Regions from separate parts of the Mus musculus genome. Here region 1 is linked to region 2. Evidence: chromatin contacts called from public HiChIP or PLAC-seq data. All regions are on one chromosome and are shown on one strand. The core of a region is the stretch at or near the end of the contact, and the rest is flanking DNA. Distances in the headings are between cores, read along the strand shown.

Region 1 (3,989 bases), core at 962-3,461, 300 kb before region 2:
GATACCCTTGGCACATGCGCAGATTATTTGTTTACCACTTAGAACACAGCTGTCAGCGCCATCTTGTAACGGCGAATGTGGGCGCGGCTCCCAACACTGCCATTGCCAAATGGGAAGCCTGGGTGGCTTATAAAACACTGGGGGTTGAGTTTTGCTGAGTTCTTAAAGATAGACATTTGCAAGTAAGATCTGAGTAGGCTTTTGTTCCTCTGGAGGGTCAGCAGGAGCGCCTTCCCTTGCCTTATCTAGCTGCTGTTGGTGTTGGCATTATTTGGACCCTTGGCTTCTGGTTTGCCTCTCCCTGACTCAACCACATGGTCTTCTCTGTATGTTGTTGGGGTTCTCCTTCTGTCTTTTATGAAGACAGAATCATTGGATTGAGGCTCATTAGGTTAATCCAGAATGAGATGTTACCATAAGACCTTAGCTTGATTTTATCTGCAAAGAGAGAGCCATGCCCCTCCTCCACACACATACATCAGGTGACAGTTACTGAGTGCACAGAATTGGGTGTTACATGGCTTTTATAAGGCCACATTCAGCATGTTATTTATGTAGGAAAACAGAGCATTGGTACAGCTTGGCCACCTTCAGAGCATACATGATAATGAAATGCCTGGAGGATGGGGGAAAGAGAATTATTCATCACTGTGTGCTTGTCATGGGGACACATTTGATTGTTACAGCTGGAGGAGTTTACTGGAACCTGATGGGTAAAATCCAGGGCTGCTTCAGAACCTTCCATCACCACAATCAGAAATCTAATCTAAAGAAGACAGGGTTAAAAAAAACAGCACATGGAGATCTTATTTGGGTATACATACTGGCAAGGGATCTCTGCCAGGCTCCTTTTTGGGTACCAAAGAGAAGCCACATTCTAATGCTTCCATAACCTGTCAAGCACATCAGCAGGATGTACCAGGGTAGATCAGTGTCTCAGTCCCATGGCTTCAAATGACCTTTGTACAGACAGGAACAGCTGTGCATCTCTCACGTTAACAATCATAGCACTACGAGCTCCATTAGACAGGTTGCTGCCCTTCTCACTGCCACACACTCCCTGTAGCCACCTTGGGCACAGTCTAGGTCCCTCAAAGCAACTTTCAGGATCTTGAATTCCCTCTCTAGGAACTGGACATTTGGACAGATAAACCTCATATTGAGTGGTATCAGTATGCCGAACACAGTTATCTGAAAGTCCTCGGATTTACACACAGTAACCTTTGCTAGAGCAGAGTGATCAAGAAAGCAACTCATCCATTCAAAATAAACGGACCCACAGATGATTCGTTGACATTTGAGCCACTGTAAACAAAATCATGGCAGTAATAGCTCCATGCTGCCAGCGCAGAGCACAGATGCGGCTGTGGGCTCTATAGTATTTCCAAACCCTGGCTCTGATGCCGACCTCTTCCCTACCACTAGAGCAAGCACACCACCTCTGTACAAAGGTCATTTGAAGACATGGGGCTGAGACACTGATCTACCCTGGTAGATACACCTGGTGAGCAGGTGTAACATTAAGAGACCTTTCTTTCCCTTTTATCTATTTTTCTTAAGGAAAATGATTTGCAGTCCAGTATTTTTACAAGGCTGTCTTGCAACATCCTGGCAGAGGATCCTGGTGCGAGCCAGGTGGGAACAACAATCCATTACCTAAATATCTTTAATTCAAGCACACACAAATATGCAAAACCAACAATAAGTCCTCTGGAGCCCAAATACAGCTCAGCCAGAGATAGAAACACCAGAGCACACAGGCTAGCGGGCTGCCTTCCCTTTGCTAAAGGTGATTTGCAGAATTTTCCAATTAACCCCCATGCCTCCCCAAACACACACACACACACTTCCCTCTCTTTGCACCTATAAAGGGCTATGTAGGCTGTAAATTGAACTCAAAATGAGAGGAGGTGAGGTAGATGTGGTCCTGTGAAAAATATTCTGATTAATCTCCTCTGGGCCTTCTCTGGTTGCGGGTAATGGTTTGGGTCCTCAAACACTAGTGACTCACTTCCCTGAAGCGGCAGAATTACAGGTAATTGCTTTTGGGACGAGCCCAATAGCGGATGGCTTCTCCTCTGACCAGATTTATTTTAATTCTCAATAAACAGAATAATAGCATTCTTTCTCTGCTATCCAGGTCATTAGAGAGGCTGTGGCCATGACTATCCCTGGGCACAGGACCTGCTACCAAACGTAGCAAATGACACCAGCAGATAATTATTCTGTTATTGTTCCACTGCAGAGGAGATGACTCATGAGCGGTCCAGAGCCTTCCTGTGGCATCTGCCACCCAGAGCCAAGGTGAAAGGGAATTTAAAGTAGCCTGGTAGATAGAGAGCTAGGCGGACTTCAGGGGGGATGATTATAAATGATCTTTGGTTCTCACCACTGAGGCAGGGAGAGGCAGGGCCAGACCTTCTGCAGGTCAAGGTAGAGACAGCAGGATTTTCTGCTGGGTACATGAGATGTGGTTTGTCATCCCTAGTTCTCCTCTCCTTTTTGGTCCATTCTTGCCTCTTTCTTAGGGGACAAGCAAGCACTTGTATGAGCTTGTCCCACCAGATGTCCGTCTCTGAGTCTGTCACACCTTGCCAGCACTGACCTTTTTCGGCTTGTGGATGAGCCTGGGGAAGATAGAGAAAGAACTCACATTAGGTACCTGCTGTCTGTCTTTGGGAATATTGCATGTTAGATGTTTTCAATGTTATTCTAGTCAGTGTTCACAAGACTATGCAGAAATCAATTCTCTTGACCTTGCTGTAGATGAGAAAACCAAGAGTTGGGGGGAGGGGCACCTAGTCATCCTGAGACACACATTTAGTGGGGAGTCAAGATTTAAACAGGTCTGGGGGACCTCAAGGTCTGTGCATGTCACCTATAAGTCAGTCATGATCTCAGCTAGACTGCTTTTGGGGTTTCTTTTTCCAACCCCCGTCTTTTCTTGATTTAACTCCACCGATGCTACTACTACAGTCCCACAAATCCCAGCTCACCACATCCAGTTTGGAATGTTGTACTCTGGCTCTACAACTGGAGGTTGTCTTCCTTGGGTGTGCTTCCTAGTTTTCTGGAGGTGCAACAAGGAAGAACAACTCTCATAGACACACAGCAGAGTGAGGCAGGAAGAACACGTTCCTCAGAGATGAAAGGGAAGGAACCACTGCATCTGTTATTGACTAGAGTTGTCCTCATCCTAGATCTCGAGGCTCCCTACAGAGAACGTAGGAAGTTCTTTCCAAAAGTCCCCGAAGGTCAGATGACCTACCAACAAGATGAGCAGAAGTAGAGATGGAGAGAGTTCACAGATGGACTGTCAACAGTATGTTCTGAGGTAGACCTACCGGACACTGTAAACAGTTAAATTTGACACAGCTGGGAAATTGCTGCATACCCAATTCTCATGGTAAACTAAGTCTCACTCCATCTCAGCTTCAGGTTTATCACCTATAGAATCCTAGGCTCTATGCTGTCCTGGATACCTTGTGATTTGTTGTAATTATTAATTCGTTTTAGACAACCTTACATATTTATGTCTATAGTCATTGTGTTTCAAGATCAAATGAGTCAAACCAGGGAAGGCTGTATGGCTGTGGGTTTGGAGCTATTCAATGGAGCTGTGTGGGCTCAGCAGGGTCTAGACGACTGGAGATGGCTGATTAGTCCCTCTTTAAGAATGCATCACTAGTCAATAGTTCAGTGGTAAAGAGCAGCGGTCCCTGAATCCCTAGTCTGACCATGGCTGATTGTTGACATGGTTGAACTCTGTGGACAGTGGTAAGTTACTGCAGGAGCTGCGTTGAATTTAGAGAGTGATATTCACAGCCCTTCACCATATCTTTGGCTCTTGTGCATTTCACACGCTTTCTGCAAAGCTTTCTGAGCCTTAGATGTAATGGTGTGGATGTCTTGTTTAGGGCATAGCTCAAGACCCCCACTTATTTTCAGCATCCTGGGCAGCTGCTGCTCTAGCCATTCATTGCTTCATC
Region 2 (3,955 bases), core at 222-2,721:
ACACTTGGAGGGCTGCCAATGCTCTTCTTCTTATTAGAAGGCTAAGGGGTCTTGTAGGTTCTCTGTGCCTTCACTTCTACCTTCTCCTTTCAGCACCACCTCTCCTCTGTAGGACAAGTGGAAAAGGAAGTGGTCCAGAGTTGACAGCAGATCTCACAGTTGAAAGTCCCACCCCAGGAATTAAACCCTCTTTGTGCAGGGTCATTTTTCCTCTGGCTACCATCTCATTCCCCTATGCTTAGAGTCTCTATGTTCTCCCACTAAGAAACTGATAGAAATGAAATGTGAAAATATATAATTTAATGCTACCACCTGTTGCGCTCACCTCGTCCAGCAAGAAAAAACGCAACACGGTCGGATTCTTCTCAACAGCCTTTTTTATTTCAGGAACACCTCGATGCTACTGGAACCCCGGAAACCCAGGGAGGACTGCTTATATACACCCCAGCACTGCGGAGAGCTATGTGTCCTCCTGGGATTGGTCAGTCTGCCGGCACTTTGATTTGTATGCACCCGCTTGGGAGGGGTTGGCACCAGATTCGGGCTAGCGCCTGCGCAGTGGCGTTGTTTACAGCGACGGTGTACCGGAGGCTGGCGCCATCTTTTAGGCGCCCGGCTGCCTACAACTACCTTTTCTGACTCTTGTTCCGTTTGTCTGTGCATCTTTGGGGCAAAGCCTCTCAGACTTACTGATGCAATGCTTTCCTCTTCCTCGTTCTCTTGGAATTTCACCGACAAGCCCCACCCACCCCTACCTCAATGTATGAAGGCAGATCTTACCAATGAGACCAATGGGCTGTATATTGTTAAATGCTATAGCTGGTGCTCATCTCTGTAAAAAGACTTCATTGAAAGCCTGACTGCTTCTTCCCATTTTGAAATGTCTTCTTCACCTTGCTTTGAAGCACTTTCCACCATTCCTCTCCGTGTATCTGTTGACTCCTCTTCAGTGTCCGGAATACTAGACTCCCCAAAGACACCATCATCACCTGTCACCTTTCCTCACTCCTTAGGGAGCCTCATCAGGCCTATTAGCTTTCAATACCACGCATATACTAACAGTTCCCAGGTTTATATCCTTAGCTGGGACATCAGCCTAACTCCAGACCCATGAAGCAGTCTGCATCTTCAGCCTCTGTGTGGACTTCTAACATATATATGAATCTCATGGCCACATTCTGAACACACACACACACACACACACACACACACAAAACCAAATCTGTTTCTCCTTCCATCTTCCCACATCAGTAAATTGCTACCCAACACTGAATTAGTTACTCAACAGAATCCTTGCATCTGTTTCCTACTCCTCTCTTCTTCCCTAACTTATATTCTTCCACTAACAAATAGTTTTACTCAAAAATAATCTGTGTTCCTCCCATCACCGGCACTGCTCTCAATCATGTTCAAGTCTCCATCACTTCAGCTGGCGAGTTCCAACACCTCCTAACTGGTCTCCTACATTCTGTCTTGCGCCCCCTACCGTCCACTTGTAGTGCAGCAGCCAGAAGCATCCTAAAATAGCCATCTCACAGATCAGGGCCTTTTATTGATTCAAAAACATGATGCACCATAAAAGCAAAGTCTTTACGACGGCACACAAGGGACTTTCTGACCCTCCTCCCCCTCCCAGCTCAGACCTCAGCTCCTGCCACGCACCCCTCCCTAGTCTGTGAACATGCAAGGCATGTCCTGCCAAGAGCCCATCTCTCAGTCCTACAGTTCATACCCTGGTTCCCACCAGGCCGATGGTGTCAGTGTATCAGTGGTTACAGCCTTCTCAGATGAACCCTGCAGAAGAGCAAACACTCCCTACACCACAGTCACCCCCCCCCCAGCTTGTTTTCTAACCGATCACGAAGCTTTGTCCAGCACGGCACATTATGTGTTTGTTTACTCGCTCACTTCTTTCATCATCTCCCCTCAGGGGAATGGAAAGTCCTCCAGCTGTTCTGGTCACTGCTTCATATCTACAGTCTCCATGGTGCCTGGGACACGGCAGACACCAGAGAAAATCTACTTAATAAACAGTGGCATGAATCAATATTTAACTAATGATTTGGTTTTAGAATGACCTAAGGGCTGTTTTAAAATACAGATTTTTTTTTTTTTGGTTTGTTTAAAAAAAAAAAAAAAAAGAACAGTTTCTGGTTCTTGGCTCCTGGATTCTTACAATAGAGTGAAACAAAGTCTCCCAGGTTCTGGTCTTTCTGGGGTCCAGTTTCCTCATCTGCAAAACAGAGAAAATTCTTCACAGCCCTGAGGACTGTGGCTCAAAGTAACAAAGAAGGTTTCTATGTAAAAGTGCTTAATGCCATGTCAAGCATGTTGAAGATGCCTGGTGTTGAGAAGAAAACCATCTGTCAGTAAACTATATACCCTGGCGTCACGCAGGAAGGTGCATGGATGGGAATATCCAGAAGGTCTAGACTTTTTCCTGAACCCCAGCTCTGAACCACAGAACCTCAAGCTTAGAGGAAAGACCCTACCCCCACCTCCCCTCCCCTTTCCCTAGCATTTGAAACATTAGTCCCTAGCATTTCTGGCTGTCTCTACCGCATGCCCTACAGATCTTGTTTCAAAGCTTGTTTCCAGGATCTAGGGACACAGTGTCCTCTTTTCCAAGGCTCCTTCTCAGTATGAAGCAGATTGTCTGCCATGTGCCCCAGCTCTGCCTTTGCATCTTCAAAGCTGTTCTGTCTCTGCTGATGGAGAATTCCCACTCTTACCTAGTCCTGCAAGCGCCAGAGCCCCAGGGACTCCACTAATGGAAACAGGCTCCAGGCTCAAACCCAAACAAGATGGAGATCAGAGAAAAACTCAGGGGGAGAGAAGAGGAGGGACTCTTCTGCAGGGAACAACAGAGCTGGAAGCCCCACGGTGCTTCTGTCTTAATGCCGGCTGCCCTTCACCTCAACACTCACATCCCTTGGCAGTGCCAGCCCAGAACCCTGATCCCAGGGAGCACGAAGGCCTGCTACTGTTCTCCAAAGCATAGCTTTTCTAGGCAGGAGCTTTCCCTGCACCCAACTCGCTCACTTCAGCTCCATCTTCTTCAGGAACAGAATGGTCAGAGTCAGGTGGTAAGTCCTCCTCACAAGTGCCCTTTTGTGGCCTCATTTCTCTTGAAGTTGGCCTTCACCTAGGGCCTCTGTGCTCTTAAAGGCGTGGCTCCCCTTCCACATACACCCTCCACCTAGACTAGTCAGAGTCTCCTCGGCACCCCTCTGTGCTCTTAAAGGCGTGGCTCCCCTTCCACATACACCCTCCACCTAGACTAGTCAGAGTCTCCTCGGCACCCCTCGTCACATCGCTCCTGTAGCCCACACAAATAAACACACACACACACACACACACACACACACACACAGTCACTTTTTCTTTTCAATTTCTGAAACATTTCAGAGGTTCTGGAAGCAATCTTCCCAAAGCCCTAAAGCCCAATCTCTGAGGATTAGAGTCCCAGCAGAGCTCATTCCCAGGAAGAGCAAGCACACTCTGTGGCAAAAGGCGCATTTCTCCATCGTCTGTCTTCGCACACAAGCCCAAAGCAAATTTTAAAGTATATTTAGTTGGCAAGAGTTCCTAGTGCCTGTTACATCTTTCCCTTCTATCCACTGGCCCAGAGAAACCCATGATCTCACCCATTTTGCAGGTAGAGAAGCCGAGGTTGCAAAAACAGAAATTGTTACCTCAATGACACAGATTAGTGGATGCAGGCAATGAGGTATGAAAAGCAGGTCTTAGGTGGGTTTAGAAAGGCTCCTACCAGGTCTCTAAAAGGCCATATGTCACTGGCTTATTGAGGAATGTGTATAATGAAATCCTTCTTTGTGAGTCTTTTGATTTAGCAACGATTGCTTCCTAGCTGTGCTATGTGTATGTGAGCACAGAGAGAGAGAGGGACGGACAGACAGACAGACAGACAGACAGTGATAGAGAGAGGATTTAG

The links. HiChIP or PLAC-seq counts read pairs in DNA pulled down with a chosen protein or histone mark.
Region 1: a PDX1 HiChIP or PLAC-seq map of a beta-TC-6 cell line shows a contact between it and region 2, with 6 times the contacts expected there. The contact joins two enhancer-like sites. A contact is called at or near these places in 9 of 484 Hi-C or Micro-C datasets (embryonic stem cells, group 2 innate lymphoid cells, liver and 3 more) and 1 of 115 datasets of contacts at active chromatin or transcription factors (a beta-TC-6 cell line).

The regions. Positions count from the first base shown.
Region 1 is chr11:81,541,588-81,545,576 of GRCm38.p6, reverse strand. It overlaps a transcript of Asic2 not described here. Among named protein-coding and RNA genes, the nearest start is that of 1700071K01Rik, 30 kb to the left of the region's middle. Within about 2 kb of position 2,211, at least 6 of the 459 cell types and tissues checked have an H3K27ac peak or open chromatin away from gene starts, as enhancers often do.
Region 2 is chr11:81,238,012-81,241,966 of GRCm38.p6, reverse strand. It overlaps a transcript of Asic2 not described here. Among named protein-coding and RNA genes, the nearest start is that of Gm42084, 20 kb to the left of the region's middle. Within about 2 kb of position 1,471, at least 16 of the 459 cell types and tissues checked have an H3K27ac peak or open chromatin away from gene starts, as enhancers often do.